2 separate regions of the Mus musculus genome follow, and region 1 is linked to region 2. The links are chromatin contacts, called in public HiCAR-type maps. All regions are on one chromosome and are shown on one strand. The core of a region is the stretch at or near the end of the contact, and the rest is flanking DNA. Distances in the headings are between cores, read along the strand shown.

Region 1 (5,017 bases), core at 2,213-4,712, 360 kb after region 2:
CATAGCAGCCTTATTTATAATAGCCAGAAGCTGGAAAGAACCCAGATGCCCCTCAACAGCGGAATGGATACAGAAAACATGGTACATTTACACAATGGAGTACTACTCAGCTATTAAAAAGAATGAATTTATGAAATTTCTAGGTAAATGGATGGACCTGGAGGGTATCATCCTGAGTGAGATGACCCAATCACAAAAGAACTCACATGATATGTACTCACTGATAAGTGGATATTAGCCCAGAAACTTAGAATACCCAAGATACAAGTTGCAAAACACATGAAACTCAAGAAGAACAAACACCAAAGTGTGGTCACTTTGCCCCTTCTTAGAATTGGGAACAAAACACACATGAAAGGAGTTACAGAGACAAAGTTTGGAGCTGAGACAATGTAAGGTGGACCAACACATGCCTGTCATTAGCATCACACATCCTTCCTCATGCTGGCTTTAGCAGAACATCCTTTCTCCTGTGTCTGCTTCAGCTAAACATTCCTTCAAGTGTTGGCCCCAGCAAAACACCATCCAACCGACTTTCCAAAGAACCCTTAAGTTTCCACTTCATATCCCCCTTTCTGTTTAAGAATTGTCCTTTTCTCTAACATTAACAATCTATACATAACAGAAATAATTATAAGAATCATCACATTTTCAATAAGTGGCTTATGTACAATATAGTCAAACAATAGTCTAACAAAAATTTCTATTAATATACAATGAACAAAAATCCCTAAATAACTATCAATATACAATAATTTAAGCAAAACAACTTATATTTCTATCAATATATGATAATTAAAGAAAAAACTTAAATTTCTATCAGTATACAATAATTAAGAAAAAATACTTAAATTTTTATTAATATACAGTAACTAAACAAAAACTTAAGTCTCTATTAATATACAATAATTAAACAAAAAACCTTACATTTCTATCAATATAGAATAGAATAATTAAAACAACCTAGCACCCTAGATGATAACAACCATAACACATCAAGCAACCAAAACTACCTGCTCCAACTGAAGCGATTGAGATGATGGTTTTATATTATATATATATATATATATATATATATATATTGTTTGAATTGGGGTAAAGAACTCATGTTTTGAGCCCAAAGGGAAAAAATGGTTAGTCTGGAAAAAAGCTAGCTGTAGCATTTATTGCCCAGTCTCTGGGTTTATCCAGTCTCTCTGTTGTCTGTTGTTTGGATCCTAAGGAAAAAAGGATTAGTCTGAGAAATGCTAGCTGTAGCATTCATTGCATTTCTCTCTATGGAATCCTGATGAATGCAGCTCAACTATGCAATGTAAGGCGGACCTATATATGCATGTTGTTAGCAAAGAATTCTTCATCACGTGTCCTTTCACGAGCTTGCTTTAGCAGAACATCCTCTCTCCTGTGTTTGCTTCAGAGAAACATTCCTTCAGGAGTCTGCCTTAGTCTTTTACCTGTGTCCACTTCAGTTAAACATTCATTCAAGTGTTTTTGCCCCAGCAAAACACTAACCAACCGACTTTCCAAAGAACCCTTAAGTTTTCCACTTCACATCGGTTTACAGGAAAATATTAATTGTGCAGCTGAAAAGAAATCAAATGTGAGGTCATTTTTAACTGTGTGCTTGGAAAACATTTGTGTAAAATATGCTATCACTTCTGTTTATCAGTGCCTCTCTTACTTTGGAATGTTGTTTTCCAAGATTTAAATTCCATCCAAAGTTACATTTTGCCTGCAGCTGAATGATAACTACTATACGGAAATGGGGGAAAGGATTTTGATGAAAATTCCTCTGGAGGCACAGCTGCAGGCAATCTGGTATTGGAACTGGCTTCTTGTGAGCCAGGACTGTCCATAATAATCACAAGCCAAGATGCTGCTGGAAGTCAGCAGATACTGTGGACATGGTTCTGCGCCAAGCATGGTGCTAATACTTGCCCTGCGTGGGGCCTGTGCTGCTAACTCAATGTTGAGGGGCCCTTCTTTCTTTCTGATGAGGCAGGAGAGAGAATAAACACAGAATGGTGTGCTTGGTTCATCCATGTGCCCACTGAAGACAGAGAAGTGGGAGTTGAGGAGAGGACCTGGTGTCACCAAGAAAGGCTTAGGGATCTGTAAAGAGTATGGGACATCCACCTAGCACTGTATCCCTCATTATAGGTGCTCCCTCTGAGGACACCTTCCCATGGCCTCTGGGAGAAACAGCCACTTTGACTTAGCTCTGCATGTACCACAAGAGAATGCCTTTGTTAATACAATACACAAGTCAGACATTGTTTTCTGTGGGACCTCAGTACCTCATTATAACACTGTTCCCTCTAGGCCATGTACAAGTCTCAGTCTAATCCTTGCTTCTCTGGAGGAAGCTGGGTTTCAAGAGGCTTCATTATAGCTTAGAACCCCAGAGGCAGTGCCACTCTGGAAATACACACTTACTAACTAGAGGGCCAGGGGGCTCAGTCCCAAGGGTGAATTAGGTGAGAGTGAGCTAATGATTAAGAAAAAAGTAAGGGAACTTTTAATCTCCGAAACTTTCCTAAGGAGGACTTGAGGTAGAAGTGAAATTGACTTCTCTTTGAGTGAGAAAGAAATACGGGAGATGGAAGCAGCTCGGAATACTTATTAAAGGGTCACGAGAATAGGAAAACTTGCTCTGTTTTTTATGTTACAGATACTATGAAGATTCATAAGAAGGTAAGAATGTTTAAAGACAATCATCTGAAAACTATGGACTTTCAATGTGGCCCCTGACCTTCTGGCACAAGAATCACCAGGACTGTTTGTAAAAGCCGAGTTTCTGGGTTCCAGACTGGTTTTTTTGAGTCAGAACTGCTGAGATCTAGGCCCAGGGACCTTCACTTACAACCAGTTCCACAGGTCATCATCATCCATACAAAAGCAGAAAGAACAGATAATAAATCTCTGAGCTCTCCAACCCTACACCAATTAAATAAATGGCTAATGTAGTCCTTGTACTCAGTGATTATGTCTGCCCTTCTTAGACAGGACTCCCACCCCACCGCCATGCCTTCAGAGTGAACTCCATCTCCCTGTAGGCAGGTCTCTGTTCTTTACTTCATTCCTCTGTCAGTCCCAACATCAGTTCACCGACCCTGCTCCACAGCTCGACACCTCTCCCAGGACAGGGACAATCAGGTGTGACAAGGTAACTGAGCAATTGCCATCTCCTCCTTCTGGATTCCTCTGCTTAAAACGAGACAGGCTTATTGGTCCAGCATCATGTCCATACTTACCTTGGGGCACCTGGGTCAAAGAAACCCTGCCTCTTTTGGTGAACACTGAGCAAGAAAGGCATACTACAATACTAAACTAAAACACTATACAACAGCGATCTAAAAACATAACTCAAATCAACAAAGAAAGGTCTGTTACTCAGAGGATATTCCACACACACACTGAGTGTTTCTGTGGGGAGCCTAGCTCAGCTTACAGCTGGGTATTAGCTCACCTCCCCAACAGGCTTTCATTTTCTCTAGGCAGAATCTGCCTTCTGTCCTTCCCATTCCCTTCACAGGGCTAGAAGAAGATTTTGAGGTGGGGTTCTGCAAAGGTTAGTATGCAAATCTAGATTAGCTGGGTTTCAAGCATTAGGAATACCTGCTGATAGCCTTGTACCATTGCCCCTTGGATTGTTACATGATCTTGTCATTATGGGGTTTAGAGCCATGTGTGGGCTGAGTAGCCTGCAGCCTAGCCAGCCGCCCATGAGTAATTTAGAAAAGCATGCATGTTTTAATAAAATGCTATTTCCATCTGTAAAACACTGTGAAGTGACATAATTTCTTTTGGTCTGATGAGAGTAAGCCTGTACTTTTGGGTCAGTTTATACTCCACAATTATGCAATATCCAGAAAACAAGTTTGGAAATTCCCATTTCTGTTCCAAAATTTGAGTAACTTATTCCTTGAGTATTTGTTAAAATATATAGGTTGTTTGATGAAAATATTTTTAGCTACCAAAAGTCTCATATGTGTTCCATTTATTATTTAATTTATTCTATTTTCCTAGCAATTTTGTCTATTTCATCCAACTTTCAAAGCTTTTACTATAATTAATATGCATCAAACTTTTATTTCTTTATTAAGGTAAAATTCGTACAGCATGAATTTCATCACTTTAGCTCATGCTGTGTTGTGTGATCACTTCAAAAGGAAGCTCTAGATGATCAGTAATCCACTTTCAGTTCCTAGGGAATGTATCTAGTCTGGACTGTCTATACAAGTGATTGTGTGTCTGACTTACTTCATTTAGCATGTCTTCAAGGTCCATACATGTCACATGAGTCAGTACTTCACTTTTAAGGCTGAATAAGGAACGACATATCTGTTTAGCCATCAGTCAGCTGATAAACATATGAGTCATTCTGTATTTTAATTATTTGAATTTTTAGTACTGAAATGAGCCTTTGTATACAGTATTTGCTTGGATATATACCTCAAAGTGGAATTTCCAGGGCACATAATTGCTTATGGACCTATCAAGTTATTCTTCACAGCAGCTACACCTTATTGCATCAGCAATGCATGAGTTTCAATTTCTCCAATTCCTTGCCAGCACTTGCTATTTCCCACTTGTTTTAGCTATTCCAATGGGAAGGCATGGGTTTCTCATTATAGTTTGAACTTTAATTTCTCTGACTAATAATATGAACATCATTTAATGTGCTTGCTGGTCACAGGTATGTCTTCCAGTAGCTATCTATTCAAGTCTTCCACCTGCTTGCTAATCAGTTGTCTTTTTGTTTCAAAACTCTTCATAGAACAGGTAAATAATATACTAATTCAATTCTTAACTAGCTAATGTTTTCTTATATTCTGTGGGCTACCTCTTCACTTTCTTCATAGTGTCCTTTGATGAGCAAATATTTTTAATTTTGATCAAAACTAATTTGTTAGTACTTTACCTGTATTGTTGCATAGACTTTTTTGTGTCATTTCTAGGAAACCACTGTGTTTTGGTCATGAACATTTGTTTCTCTGTTTTTCCAAATGTTATA
Region 2 (4,646 bases), core at 731-3,230:
CATGAAGTCTGCAGTCGTTTGAATGTTCCTATTCAAAGGAAGCCCACTGGAGGAAAAAGCTTACAGCTGTGCCTGATACTGGCCAGCCCAGAGCTTCCCAAATGGAAGAGACCTTAACATAGGAGATGTCTGAAACAAACCACAGCACCAAGAGAGGGCCCAACTGAACCAACAATGGCTGCTGCTGCACAGTAATAATGCATCCAAGGAAAAGGCACCTTCTGCAGATGCGAGGTCCATGAAGGCTCTCATTCTTATTCTCAGAGAAGCTGGAGAAGATGTCGAGACTATATCCAATAGCATAAAACTACTGTATCCACAAGCATAGAACAGTAGTCTACTGTGGAAAAGGAAGGAAAGCAAGTCTTAAAACATGTTTACTATTTTGGTCAAAAGCAAAAACACAAAAATCAACTGCAGCATATTGGTTGGTTGGCGACAATGATGCTGTGGTTCCTCCATCCCTTACTTTCTCCAGGTCCTTCCTATCTTACGTCATGGTGCCATGTGATTGGCGTTAGTCAATGATGCTAGCAAAGTCACAGAGAAGCTGAGGAGATGTGTTGCTCCTCCCCTACTTTGGCAATGGAAACATCCCTGAGTCAGGCTAGTCTAGAAGATTTGGGTGGTGTGTAGAGAGACTGGGGAAGCCTAACAACTTGTGGCTATATTATTAGACTCAGCATACACCAGATTAACATTCAAGTCTCTGGAAAATGTTCTTCCTTTGGGACACCACCTTTGACAACCGCCTTATTACCTATAACATCTGTTCCTACTATCCATCTATGCATCTATTCATCCATCATCTATCTATTTTCTAGATTATTATATATTGAAAGGATCTTGCTATATGGTTCACTTTAAACTAGTGATCCTCCTGTCTCAGCTTCCGTTAAAGCAACCCACAACTAAAGAAATCATGGTGTTCATATTATGTCCGTGAACACTGTGAGCTCTCTCTACTAGAAGGAAAGGGACCTTGGCTGTTGCCTTCACAAATGTGCTTCTGGCATCTGCAGCAGTGCCTTTCAATAGGCAGGTGAGCAGTGTTTGGTAAATAAATAAATTTAAAAGGAGTGAATGCTTTGGTTTGGGGAATAATTGTAAATAAGATTGGTAGCAGGATAAATTGCCAAAATACATGCTAAGCAGTTGACAATTGTGAAATATTAATAAACTGAAAAATGTTTAAGATATTCCACATCCTGCAGTATCAGATGTTTATCCATGACTTAACAGTGTAAAACTAAACAGGCCTATCCATCTCATTAGTACCCAAATGGTTTCCATCTTTAATAAATGGGAAAATTAGATATATTCTAAAAGTTGCTTTAAAGTAAGTATATCAAGAAATGATTGATATATGTACATGTTTATATATTAACATACCCAAGTTGCATGCAAATTCTTTTTTGTTTTTGTTTTTGTTTGTTCGTTTGTTTTTCGAGACAGGATTTCTCTGTATACTCCTGGATGTCCTGAAACTCACTCTGTAGACCAGGCTGGCCTCGGACTCAGAAATCCTCCTGTCTCTACCTCCCAAGTGCTGGGATTAAAGGCATGTGCCACCACTGCCCAGCTACATGCAAATTCTTTTGGCTTGGTTGGCAAGATGGCTCAGGAAGTAAAGGTGCTTGCCACCAAGCCTAACGATCCCCAGAATGGACAAAGTGAGAGGAGAGAACACCTGAAGATGTTCTTCTTACCTATAGCCATGGTACACACACACACACACACACACACACACACACACACACACACACACCACACACACAAAGGTTAAAGAGTAATTCTACCGTGGCCTGGTTGGTAACTGTTCGTTTAGTGCTCCCAACACCATGCATTGAATCTCAGGGTAGTTCTCACGGCTCTGTCAGAAAAAGACTGGTCAGCTTGAGGAACCGGCCTCTCAGGCCTCTCAGATATCCTTCTTTGCCTTAAGTGGCTGAAGTCATCTAAGGAAAGGAATGAGCTCACATGTACCGCTCACGGACTGAGGCGCTCCAAGCTCCCCACTGCTGCTGCCCACATTCAGCAAGGCACCACCCCTGCCCATCAACCAAGAAGCTGCCTCTCTGATTTCCCAATGCCGTTGCTTCTTTGCCAAGATAATCTTTCCCAGACAAGGATATTCAGGAGAAATAGAAGTCTCCAGAAATGCGGAGGGGTGGGCATGTGGTGGGGAATCACACAGAAAAGGCCCTGGCAGCCACTCCGTTAGATGATTCGACGCTTGGCTGGAGACCAGCGGCTGAGAAGCATATGAGAAGCTCATCAGCTTGGGAGTTGAGCAGTTGCCCACAACAGCTCAAAAGTCGACATATGTGGAAGAAGGCGCCTTGAAAGAATAAAGCGATTAATCTTCCAACTAGTTAACCAGCAAGTTCTCTCTCCAAAGTCGCCAGCACTGCAAAACTTTTCCCACTTGGAGAAAAGGGGAGAAATCTACTAGTCAGAGCTCAGTGTGTGTGTGTGTGTGTGTGTGTGTGTGTGTGTGTGTGTGTGTGTGTGTGTGTGTAGAGGTATAAGGGTGCATATGAATGTATCTACAGGTAGGGGCCAGACACAATCTCACACAGGCCTGAAATGCTCTAGTCCAGTAAGCTGGTTGGCTAACAAGCTTCAGGGATCCACCTGTCTTTGCTTGCTTTTAAATCCACCTGGGATTTAAAAATGTGCAAACACACCCAGCTTTTTAAGCGCAGGTTCTGGGTATCAAACTGGTATCTTTACATTTGTCAGGCAAGCACTCAGCTAACTGAGCTATCCCCTAAGCCCAGAGATACATTCTGACTGACCTTGGTCTTCGACCTTCAGTGACCGACAGCATGCTGACAAACAGCAAATGGCATGGTTATCGATGTGTTATCTGTAATAAGAAGTGACCATAGGGAAAGGGATTTTCTGATTGAAAACAAAAACATCCACCTCACAAAATACCCCTTTCCCTGCCTACAGCCAAAGACAATTTCTTCTAGAACAGCTTCCACAGTGTGTTATGTAACTTCCCTCACACTCCCACCCCTAAAATGACAGAAGTGGCAGAAACCCAACCTTTCTATCTTTCATAGAGAGAAAAAAAATCCCGGGCTAAATGCCAGGAAAGTGGAACATGGCGATGCCACCATTATGCAAACAAAAGACATCTTATTTTGTTTCGTACTGAAGACTAAACTCACCCTCTTACAGACCCACACAAGAGCTAACCCATGGCCTCATAATAACAGCAGATAATGAACAATAAAGCTGTGTGGTTGGATATGACAGACAGACTGGGAGATGCCCAGGATGACTAAGCTTATTAAATGCAAGAACCATACTTCATTCCATAGTTTGGGTTGACTCACTCTTCTATAAACCCCTAAGCTGAGTCACTGTAGCTGGAAGCCAAGAAGCTGAAGTGAGAGAGCCAACTAGACTGTGTCTTCACTGTCCTGTGGCTGAGGATGGCACTGCCAAATCTGAACGAACCAGCCCTCCCCCTCTTCCAAGCAGACACCACACCGAAGCCAGTTTGCACTGTCTATTGTCATACCTACCCCAACACAGGAGACAGGAAATGATATGAAGAATCTATTATATATATTATGTGTAATATATATATACATATATAGTATATAAACACATACACATATGTGTTTGAAAAGCCATTTACCTTCATATCAAAGCAGTTTCAGACACCTCATTTTGTGATAAAAATGTCAGGTATGGCCCATTTGCCGAGACAATAGAAACAAAGCAAGGAAGGAGGGAGAAGAGGAAGGAGGGAGGAAGGGAGGGAGGGGAATGTAAATACTGGGCAAAACCTGAGGGCACGCCAAAGCAAAAACTCAAGGATTCAGAACAGCGAGTAGCTAAGTAGGTAGCAAAAGTGCTCACACAACAGGGTCTATGAGGATGGAGCTCAGGAGTTCAAGGCAATAGAATTGGGAAGAACAGGTGCCAAATACAGGAAGCCATGTGTCATTTTAATCCAAGAACCGACTCCAAATCGACAGCAAAAAAAGAACCATATGCAAGTACAGATAAAAGAGTTATACACAGGAGAAAGGAACTCAAGAACTGGGCAGCAGACACTCTGCCCTTAGGCTGCCTCAGTATCTCCTTTACCATCATAGTAAAAATCTCATCTGTTCATTACGTTAATTCAAGTTACTTCCTGTTCCTTGCACCACAGAGTGTTTGCTAGCATGTCATACATATGTATATCATACAGATGTTGAAGCTTGTCGCCAGCTGTTCCTCAGGATGAGTATAGCCTCACTTAGACAGAAGTAGGAAACATTCTTCTCTACTTTTAGAGTATCAACTCTAGATATTTCCATTTCTTTGAATCGTTACAAGCTCTCTGATATATCCCAATGGTGTTATATTGAAATGAAACTTTCATGCGATTCACATACACACACTTACACACACACACACACACACACACTAAAGAAAACAAACAAACAAAAGGGATAAATAACAGGAAGAGACTTAGACACAATGAACAGAGGCTCCTACTGATAAATTTGGGTTAGCTCCATTGGGAAAATGGTGAGATCATTTGTGGCTGAGTATGGAATAAAAGATCACAGTGAGCATTTGAAGCCTTGAAGGAATGAACAACGATGTGTGAGTGTGTGCTGTGTTATAGTCAA

What was found. HiCAR-type assays count read pairs that join an accessible place to other places.
Region 1: a HiCAR-type map of fibro-adipogenic progenitors shows a contact between it and region 2, with 5 times the contacts expected there. The contact joins two enhancer-like sites. A contact is called at or near these places in 1 of 39 promoter capture datasets (hippocampal neurons), 1 of 15 datasets of contacts at CTCF or cohesin (the NIH/3T3 cell line), 8 of 484 Hi-C or Micro-C datasets (the HPC-7 cell line, bone marrow-derived macrophages, embryonic fibroblasts and 3 more), 1 of 115 datasets of contacts at active chromatin or transcription factors (fibro-adipogenic progenitors) and 1 of 9 other capture datasets (liver).

Annotation. Positions count from the first base shown.
Region 1 is chr4:58,761,754-58,766,770 of GRCm38.p6, forward strand. No RefSeq gene overlaps it. Among named protein-coding and RNA genes, the nearest start is that of Olfr267, 21 kb to the right of the region's middle. Within about 2 kb of position 3,463, at least 18 of the 459 cell types and tissues checked have an H3K27ac peak or open chromatin away from gene starts, as enhancers often do. A contact at or near this core is called in fibro-adipogenic progenitors, where this site is marked.
Region 2 is chr4:58,399,006-58,403,651 of GRCm38.p6, forward strand. No RefSeq gene overlaps it. Among named protein-coding and RNA genes, the nearest start is that of Mir3095, 40 kb to the right of the region's middle. Within about 2 kb of position 1,981, at least 59 of the 459 cell types and tissues checked have an H3K27ac peak or open chromatin away from gene starts, as enhancers often do. A contact at or near this core is called in fibro-adipogenic progenitors, where this site is marked.